3 separate regions of the Mus musculus genome follow, and all the other regions are linked to region 3. The links are chromatin contacts, called in public Hi-C and HiChIP or PLAC-seq maps. All regions are on one chromosome and are shown on one strand. Each heading gives the region's core, a stretch centred on a gene start, on an enhancer-like site or on the middle of the called end of the contact. The rest is flanking DNA. Distances are from core to core; before and after follow the strand shown.

The links. A called contact is a pair of places that touch in the nucleus more often than the background predicts. HiChIP or PLAC-seq counts read pairs in DNA pulled down with a chosen protein or histone mark.
Region 1: a Hi-C map of embryonic stem cells shows a contact between it and region 3, with 2.6 times the contacts expected there. The contact joins two enhancer-like sites.
Region 2: an H3K4me3 HiChIP or PLAC-seq map of bone marrow-derived macrophages shows a contact between it and region 3, with 6 times the contacts expected there. The contact joins two enhancer-like sites. A contact is called at or near these places in 3 of 39 promoter capture datasets (cranial neural crest, maxillary cranial neural crest and stem cell-derived epiblast-like cells), 1 of 115 datasets of contacts at active chromatin or transcription factors (bone marrow-derived macrophages) and 1 of 9 other capture datasets (liver).

Annotation. Positions count from the first base shown.
Region 1 is chr7:29,539,919-29,542,965 of GRCm38.p6, forward strand. No RefSeq gene overlaps it. Among named protein-coding and RNA genes, the nearest start is that of Gm38982, 14 kb to the right of the region's middle. Within about 2 kb of position 1,488, at least 4 of the 459 cell types and tissues checked have an H3K27ac peak or open chromatin away from gene starts, as enhancers often do. A contact at or near this core is called in embryonic stem cells, where this site is marked.
Region 2 is chr7:30,759,189-30,762,577 of GRCm38.p6, forward strand. No RefSeq gene overlaps it. Among named protein-coding and RNA genes, the nearest start is that of Dmkn, 2.9 kb to the right of the region's middle. Within about 2 kb of position 1,758, at least 40 of the 459 cell types and tissues checked have an H3K27ac peak or open chromatin away from gene starts, as enhancers often do. A contact at or near this core is called in bone marrow-derived macrophages, where this site is marked.
Region 3 is chr7:30,217,914-30,221,344 of GRCm38.p6, forward strand. No RefSeq gene overlaps it. Among named protein-coding and RNA genes, the nearest start is that of Polr2i, 12 kb to the right of the region's middle. Within about 2 kb of position 1,303, at least 185 of the 459 cell types and tissues checked have an H3K27ac peak or open chromatin away from gene starts, as enhancers often do. A contact at or near this core is called in bone marrow-derived macrophages and embryonic stem cells, where this site is marked.

The sequences.
Region 1 (3,047 bases), core at 238-2,737, 680 kb before region 3:
TGTATTTATGTGCACCATGTGTGAGCGCGGTACCTGCGGAAGTCGGGGAGCTTCAGACTCCCCAGAGCTGGAATTGCAGGTGGCTGTTGGCATGCAGCTGCTGGCAACAGAATTCAGCTTCTCTTCAGAAATAGCATGTGCTCGACAGATGTGGTGGCACCCATCTTTAGTCCCAGCACCGGGGAGGCAGAGGCAGGCAGATCTCTGAGTTTGATTCTAGCCTAGTCTACAGAGGGAGTTCCAGGATGGCCAAGGGCTGTTACACAGAGAAACCCTTTGCCAAAACAAAAAGAAAAAGGAAAACAAAAAACAAAACAAATAGAAAACACTAGCTATGCTCTTACCTGTTGAGGTCTCTCTCCAGCATCCAGTTAGTCATATTTAATAGATGTATTGTAAAAGCAAAACAAGTATATAATTTGCAAATAGTCATGCATATATTGGTATAAATGATTAAAGGTTTTATTGCTTCAATGTGCAATTTTTTTTTTTTCTGAGACAGGGTTTCTCTGTGTAGCCCTGGCTGTCCTGGAACTCACTTTGTAGACCAGGCTGGCCTGGAATTCAGAAATCCGCCTGCCTCTGCCTCCCAAGTGCTGGGATTAAAGGCGTGCGCCACCATGCCCGGCTTCAATGTGGAATTTTAAAAGATTTGAGACCACTGTTAAAATGAACACTTGAAGCCTGACAACCATGCTTCCCTACAGGGAAGAAAGAAAGCCAATGAAAGGGAAGCCGATCAAGAATCTTGCCAAGGCCTGAATTCACGCAAGAAAACCAATGTCCAGGGCTGGTAAGACGGCCCAGTGCTCAGGAACACCCGCCGCTCTTGCAGAGGCCTCTAATTTGGTTCCTAGCACCCACACGGAGTCTCAAACTGCAACTCCAATTCTAAGTGATCTGACGCCACCTTCTGGCTTTTTTTGGCACTGCACACATGAAGGCAAAAAACACACACACTAAATAAATATTTTTAAAGACAGATACTTTAGATAGTTCAATCAGATGCTTTTTAATTGTGTGGTGGTGGGGTCATGTGTATACCATGGTGTGTGTGTGTGTGTGTGTGTGTGTGTGAGAGATAGAGAGAGAGAGAGAGAGAGAGAGAGAGAGAACAACTTTGAGGAGCTGTTTTTTCACTTCTACCTGGCCTAGGCAGTCTTGTTATTCTTGTCACTGCACTGCGTTGTCACCAGAGTGGCCAGTGCTTCTGTCTTCACATCTCATTGTAGAAGTACTGGGCTTACGGATGCCTACCACGGTATCCGGGGGTTTTTTTTTTGTTTTTTGTTTTTTTCAAAACACAGGTTCCAGGAATTCAAGTTAGGTCATCAGGCTGCCATGGAAAGTGTTTTTACCTACTGAGCTGTCTCCCCAGCTCCCAGTTAATGTTTAAAATAGGAAAATGGTTATAAACACAAGAGGAGGCTAGGAGAGTTGGGCGTGGTGCTGCACGCCCTTTGTTCCAGCACTCTGGAGGCGGAGGCAGGCAGGTCTCTGCACATTCAAGGTCAGCCTGGTGTACAAAGCGAGTTCCAGGACAGCCGGGCCTACACAGAGAAACCCTGTCTCAGAGAGAGAGAGAGAGAGAGAGAGAGAGAGAGAGAGAGAGAGAGAGAGAGAGAGAGAGAGAGAAGAGAGAGGAGGGAGAGGAGGGAGAGGGAGAGAGGGAAAAGGAGAGGGAGGGAGGGAGGGAAGGAGAGGGAGTAGGGTAAGAGAAACAAAACTGGAGGTGTGAGCCTTGTGGACCCCAGGAGGCAAGCTTGGTGGATCAGCAGCTTCATGCTAGTGCCCACCCACTGTTGGTGTAGAATTGCCGGAGGCAGAGCTGGACCTACCGGGACTCCTGAAACCCATTATACCCATTCCTGGTGCTGATGGGGTGGCCAGACTGGTCTCTACTGTCAGAACCAGGCAGACTACGTCTTCTTCTTCCTGCTTTTCTAATTTCTCACCAGAGTCTCCCCCTCTGGTGGATCCTAACTGGAAAGTAGCAGTTAAGGGATTGTGGGAAACGGGCTATAGGCTCCCTCCCTCAGCTACTGTGGAGGCCAGCTCCTTTGAACATAACTGCAGCCATTTTGTATTCAGTCTCCATTTTGCTCAGAAGATGAAATTCAGTTCAGGTTCTCAGGGAATTACGCACAGATGACACTGACAACTTCTCCTAAAAGGGCATAGCTCTGTGGTTGTAATTCTCAGGCTCAGTCACCCCAGTGCTCCGAGACTCCCCTGTTCACCACCCATCCACCACTCCTTTCCTCATGCAGGACCAATCAGCCTAAAAGCTAGTTGATAATTCTTTGTCTAGTCAGCCTTGCCTTCTGAACTTCTGAACTTGGCTTTTCCTATAAAAAAGCCTGCGATAAGAACAGACTGGTACCACAATTATGCTCCCAGGTTTTTGGGTTTTTTTTTTGGTGGCTGCGATCAATAAGTCTTGGGTTGTGCATTCAATAAACTATTCTTGCTTAACTGAGATCCATGTTTGTATGGTTTGTGGGGTGAATTCCTGAACCCCAACATCTACTACACAAAGCAACGAATGAAAGGGTCTGATGGAGTCTGTCAAATTCTAGAAAAAAACAGAACCGCGACAAGGCAAGGTTTTGGGTCACAATACATATTCTATTTTATGATTCACAGAGAGCTAAGAGTTAAGAAACAGTTAAGAAAGCCTGCTGCCTTTTAGTTCCCAGAACCCATATGACAGCTCCTAACCATCTATAACTCCAGTTTGAAGGGAGTTGTTACCCTCTTTTGGCCTCCACAGGCACTGCACACATTGTGCACAGATGTTATGTGGCGGTGAAACACACACATAAAATCTTTGTGGCTGTTGTTTTGAGACAGTGTATGTGTAGATCTGGCTATCCTGGAACTATCTTTGTAGACCATGCTAGCCTCAAACTCCCAGAGATCCGCCTGCCTCTGTCTCCTGAGCACTGGGATTAAAGGGGAGCGTCACTGCCACCTGGCTCAAAAAAAAAAAAAAAAAAATCTTTTGAAAATCAACAGAAAGCATTTTAAAACAATGAAATTTTAAA
Region 2 (3,389 bases), core at 508-3,007, 540 kb after region 3:
TGGAGCCAGGCCAGGGAGCAACAGAGGAAGAGCCAGTTTCTGCGTATGCCTAAGAACAGGACGAGGAATTTGGGTGGGACCTCCCTGCTCACTGCCACCTTTTATGGGTCCTTCCTGGGTCTGTGCTAAGCGCTTTATAGATATGATTCATTATGCCTTCACAAGTACCAGGAGGCAGGCACTATCATTATCCTCTCACAGATGATGGAGAAGAGGGAGAGAGTGGCCTAAGGCCACCCAGCTAGCAGATGGGAGCCCTTTCCTGCTAGTCATGGCTACCTGACAGGCAGCCTGCCTTCCTGTGACCTGAAGCAAAGTGGGGCAGTGTGTGTGTGTGTGTGTGTGTGTGTGTGTGTGTGTGTGTGTACCATACAAATATAAGCCAGGGTGTGGTGTCACCTGTCTGAAACCATGGCTTTAAGGATTATAGAGCTAAGGAAGAAGAAAAAGTATGAGTTTGAGGCTAACCTGTTCTATGTAGTGAGTTCCAGGCCAGCCTGGACTATGTTATAATACCATGTTTCAAAATACAAAATTGGGACCAGTGAGATGGCTCAGCAGGTAAAGACTCTTGTTGCCAAATCTGATGACCTAAAATCAATCCCCAGGACCCACATGGTGGAAGGAGAGAAACAACTCCCCCACAGTGTCCTCTGAGCTCTTCATGTACACACACACACACACACACACACACACACACACACACACACACTAAATGCTTTAAAAACAAATAAATCAAAACAAAAATTTAAAAATCATCAAGAACAGTAACAATTACCAAGACTACATCTCATCAGGTCACCAAGTTCTGCTGCTTCAGGGTGCCCTCTCTGGGGCCCGCGGTGCACTGTTTAAAGCCCTTCCTGTGCTTGCTGAAGCGGAGCTCCACATCTGCCTGTCTTTACTGAAGAGACAGAAGGATCACAGTTCCAGGAGTGAATAATACTGAAGGTTCCTGTAGAGGAACAGGATGTGGCAGGGAGTAGGACTCCTGACCCAAGGCTATCTTCCTGCTATACTCTGCCAGTCTCCCCTTTCCCCTGATGTCTACTATATGGTCTCTATGCATTCCCCACCCCAGAGGGCTTCCTAAAGCAGCTCTGTGAGCAGCTGTCTCCAAAGCCAAAGTCTTCACCACAATCCCCAAATTCCTTGTCTTCCTCTGCTTTCTAAGTTAGCACCTCTCGTTTCCTGCCTGCTCCAGCCACTGTGGTCTTTGAGTAGCGTAAGCAGGCTCCTGTCCTGGGCCGTGGCATGTTGCCTGTTTGAAGACTCTCTACCCTGTGATGGTGTGTTTTCTTCCTGTAGATGTCTGCCTACCAGTTGACCTGAAGGAACTCTCCCCGACTTAAGGCTGAAAACACCAGCTTTATCTTCTCTATTGACACACTCCAATTGTACTTTTCTTTACAGTTCTGACCACCACTTGATAAGTTTCAGTGGGGTAATAAAGAGAAGAGAGAGTCCACAGCAGCTGACTCTGGTTTGCAGGAGCAGCGTGGGGAGGGGAGACATGGTGGGACCAAGAGAAAGTGTGTGGGGGCAAGTAAGACAGGGCAGAAGAAAGCTCATAGCCGAAATAGCAGGGCTATAGGGAGCCTGAGTAGCTGGGGGAGGGGAAGCTCCTGAGCTGGAGAAAGTTTGGGGGAGGGGAAGGTGAGAAGAACTAGGTACTTGAGATATCAAGGGAGCCTGGTGGCCAGCATGTGCTTTGGTGTACTAGTAGGCACCACAGACAGCCATTTGTCCCTTCTGCCAGCGGTAAGGAAGTGGCTCCTTTGGTAGAGAGGAACCAACTTCACAAGTTCCTGAATGCTGGCTTTTGTTTAATCGCCAGACTTTGGGTAAACAGAGTTTCCATTGGTCCTGAAAAAATACAATGTAATTTGATTGTTTCTACCCCGTTACTCCTGTCAATTGAGCACAAGCCCTACCTCTCGTCTCCCATCGTTTTGTTATTGTTACTATTAATATGCCCTGAATTCAGCAGTGCTAACCCTGTGTAAACCGCTAAGATGGAGCTATCTGCTGAGGAATAGACAAGCTACCATTCCTCCCCTGAAGCTGGAGTTAAAGGTGCTTTTGAGCTACTTGAAATGAGTGCTGGGAACTGAACTGAGGTCCTCTGGAAGAGCATCAAACACTCCTAACCTTTCTCTAGCTAACCTTCCTTTATCACACACACACACACACACACACACACACACACACACACACACACCCCAGGAACTGCAGCCAGCTACGAAAAATGCTATTGTTTACTTTTCTCTGTTTTTTTTTTTTTTTTTTTCTGGTAATATGTTCCTAGGAGAGATGATCATTGTTTCTTATTTTACGAGTGATATAAAGTATTTTGTTTATTTTTTACATCATTATCACCATCATCATTGTGTGTCTCTATCTCGCCTGTGTGTGTGCACCATGGTGCATGTGTGGAAGTCAGAGGACCACTTTTCAATCCTCCATGTGAGGTCAGAGGATCAAATTCAGATGGTTAGCCTTCGTGGCAAGTGCCTTTACCTGCTAAGCCATCTTGCCAACTCCTAAAATGTTTTCCTATAGCATTCTTTGTCATTGTTGTTTGTTTGAGATTGGGTCTTGTTATGTAGCCTGGGCTGGTCTTGAACTAGTGATTCTCCTGACTCAACTTTCTAAGTGCTGAGATGTGTTGCCACCATGTTGGGCTCTAATAATAGCCTAAAAGTAAGCTGGTATATAGGAAGTAAGTACCAACGGAGATGGGTCAGGGCAGGCTGCAGGACCAGGAAGTGAAGCCTGGCCAGATTAACCACGAAAGAGCTTTTAAGTCAGTGAGCACTGTCCTGAGTTCCTCTTCTACCCAACCCATGAGTGGGATCAGGGACTAGAGGCTCTGGTACTCAGCCTGGGGACCCAGATTTCCTCCTGCACCCTCTCTTCCTACATTGCTCCAGAGCAAAACCAAAATTAGTTCTATCTAGACAAGCCAGGGTTGGTGTGACACTCTGAAGTGACAGATAAGGCTCAGGCGCTTGGGCTCTGCCAGAGGTGGGCCTGGGCTCGGCTCTTAGTTCAGCTACAGGCAGTCTGTGTTCTCTGAGCCACAGTGTCTACATCTCTAAATGGGGATAATAAAGAGTCTTCTTTTAGGATTAGATGATTCTATGTGGAAGCTAGGAACCTGGGCATATAGAAAGCCTTTGACAAACTGGAGCTTGATGACAATAATAATGATGATGATGATAATATTGTTATTATTATTACTATTATTATTACCATCACTAAAACACCAGCAATGGAACAGCAGGGAGGTGGAAGTGGGGGACAGTCAGGAATGGTGTTTATATGCAGAGAAGTGTTAGATGTTACAAGTTGGGGTGCGGGTGTTGGGGTGGGGAGAGACTGACTGA
Region 3 (3,431 bases), core at 53-2,552:
TGATGCTGGGAGTGTGGCGCTGTGGTGACTGCATGACCAGAATCCATCATGAGAGGATAGGGCGGTGGCTCAGTGGGTGACGGTGAGCTTCATGTACGTGAGGGCCTGCATTGCACCCCCAGCAGTGCCGTTCTCACGCACGAAGTATCTTTTCCATTGTCAGTTTACCACTTGATAACTGGGAGCCTTTGTTTATTTTTATTCATCTTTAGATTTTTTTCTTTTTTTTTGAGATTAATGTATGTTAATAGTTTTGCTTCATTTATGTCTGTGTAGCAAGCTCATGCAGGTAACACCCACCGATACTAGAAGAGGGTGCTAGAGCCCTAGGAACTGGAGTTACAAATGTGTGTGTGTGCACTGGGAATCGAACCTATGTCCTTCAGAAGTATAGTCAGTGCGCTTAATCTCTTAACCACTGAACCATCTCCACAGCTCTAATGGGAGGCTTTTGAAAGTCCTGGAAAGTTTGTGCTGATGTTTGGTAGATCTTGTGTGCAGTGGCTGTGACTTACCTGGAGCCCATACTGTGATTTTGAGTGGTCAGTGCACCAATGGGCAAAACGTGGTCCTCTTCTTCATCGTATGCACGTGCACTCTGAGGTCGGTCAGGCCCTCGGTGCTCCCAGATGAGTTCTCTTGCTGAATGGAGGTTGGCATGTGTTACAGTCTGGACCCTAAGTGTCCCCCCAAAGGCTCACAGTTTGTCTGTGTTGTTATGACAGACGGTGTGTACTGGCTGGTTTTGTGTGTTAACTTGACACAGGCTGGAGTTATCACAGAGAAAGGAGCTTCAGTTGAGGAAATGCCTCCATGAGATCCAACTGTAAGGCATTTTCTCAATTAGTGATCAAGGGGGAAAGGCCCCTTGTGGGTGGTGCCATCCCTGGGCTGGTAGTCTTGGTTCTATAAGAGAGCAGGCTGAGCAAGCCAGGGGAAGCAAGCCAGTAAAGAACATCCCTCCGTGGCTTCTGCATCAGCTCCTGCTTCCTGACCTGCTTGAGTTCCAGTCCTGACTTCCTTTGGTGATCAACAGCAACATGGAAGTGTAAACTGAATAAACCCTTTCCTCCCCAACTTGCTTCTTGGTGCAGGAATCGAAACCCTGACTAAGACACAGTGGAACCTCTAACTGGAAACTAGATGAAGGACAAGAGGGTGTGATGGTGCATGCTTGCAGGGGATGATAGGATCCTAGCCTGTTTCTCGGCTTCCCGGGCTACTGTGAGAGGTGCAGCGTTGCCACAGGCCCTTTGGTGCGGTATTGTATCACCACAGGCTGAGATAGTAAGAGTAAGAAGGTCACATAATCACAGGTGGAAATCCCTGCGACCGTGAGCCTTTCCACTTCTGCCCTACTTGTGATGTGTCAGGTCTAGGACCTCATGACCGCTCAGCAGCTCTGCCTCACTGAGCTGCGCCCAGCCTCCTTCCCTCTGTGCGTGTCTCAGGTAGGGCTGAGGGTTAAAGTGCTTGCCGAGTGGAATTTGCATGCCCACTGAACATCAGGAAGGAGAGAGGTCTCCAGGGCAAGCTTCCCAGCAACACTAGGCAGATCAGTGAGCTCTGGATTTGATTGAGACGCCTGCCTGCATGACGGAGCTGGGGTGGGGGTGGGGTGGGGGTGGGGAAGTAACAGAGCAATTCCTAACGTTAACTTCAGATCTCCACAAGCATGCCTATATACACAGATACACACATACCCATGCGTGTTCACACATGCAAATATGCCAACATACATGAACACACACCAACACACACAAAGGAAAAAATTAACTCAGGTATTTGTCACAATAGAAAGCTGACAAATAAGCTGGTGGGAAAGTTGGGGCAATCCTCTCGCTTGTTGGGTTGAGGGCAGCGGGCAGTGGGCAGCAGGCAGCGGGCTGGGGTGGGAGCGGCAGCATGTTCTATGGATGTATTTCTTGTAATGTTTGATGGCACTCAGTATGTGCAAATCTGCGGGCAGTTTCTGCATGCGGTGTCTCCTGACTGTGTTTGGGGTTGGTGAGTTTCCACGGGTTGAGTGTCCTATCACAGTGAGCCCATCTACTTTGTGGTTAACACCAGCTGTGTGCCCAAGCTCCCCGGCACTTTCCTCCGTTCCTGTAACTTACTGTAGCTGCTCTCAATGTTACTGCTTCCTCCTCCTCCTTCAGAAGTTATAATTAAGCAATTACAACAATTACACCACTTTCCAAAGAGTCGTTCTACCAAGAATCCCTTCACAGAGCTAACGAGGATTATTATTTAACGGGCAGGTCCATGCCCCCGTGACTCACAGTCCGCAGAACACACGGGCTGCGCAGGCATCACACACCCTAGGACACAATGTTCTCGGCCAGGCTATACAATGGTACGTATCTGCTCCAGTGGATACTTTATTTACTTATTTTTCTCTGCTTGGGATGGAACCACATGTTAGGCGAATACTCTTACAACTAAGCAATATTCCAAGCGCTCCTTTACTTTAGTAAGAGAGAGGAATGAGGGCAGGCTGGTGCCACCAGATCTTGTTGGAGGTTGGGTGGGTAGGTTTCGGGGGTTCTCTTGGCTGAAGGATGCTTGTTATTTATTGTAAAGGGGTTAGTTACAATGGTCTTGATCGGGGGTTACACTCAGGGGTTACACTCTTTCCTTTCCTCTATCCTTTTTTTCTTTTATAGGAAGAAAAAGGGGGAGTATAGGGATATTGTATGAATAATAGAGATATGGGTAGATTACTGAATCTATTCTTTTTTTTTTAATTTTATGTACATGAGTACACTGTAGCTGTCTTCAGACACACAGAAGAGGGCATCGGATCCCATTACAGATGGTTGTAAGTCACCATGTGGTTGCTGGGATTTGAACTCAGGAGCTCTGGAAGAGCAGCCAGTGCTCTTAACTGCTGAGCCATCTCTCCAGCCTGAATCTATTCATGTCAAAATTTTATAGCCAATAATCTTACATTGGTACAGATTTTTGTATATTGATACATGTTAAGGTTATGTTTGTTATAACACACTCTGTATATATGCGTTCAACTCTTACTTGAGGTATTGTACATAGATGGTTCTTAATAATGTAATGGAAAGTTCTAGTCCCTTTTAAAGCTATTATTATAAAGTATTCAGGGAAATTAAGAATGCAAATTAAGCTGGTGGTGGCACACGCCTTTAATCCCAGCACTTGGGAGGCAGAGGCAGGCAGATTTCTGAGTTTGAGGCCAGCCTGGTCTACAAAGTGACTTCCAGGACAGCTCCTGATCATGTTAGGTACTAGTCTATCACAAAATATGCTTTTTCAGCTAAACAGATAGTAAATAGCTAAAAAAGAAAGCTTGCTTATTCAGACGTACTAGATAAGTAGATAGTCTCAAAAAACCTAAGACACTTATAGAATATAACGTTAAAGATGCTTTTATATCAGGGCTAGAGAGATGGCTCAGT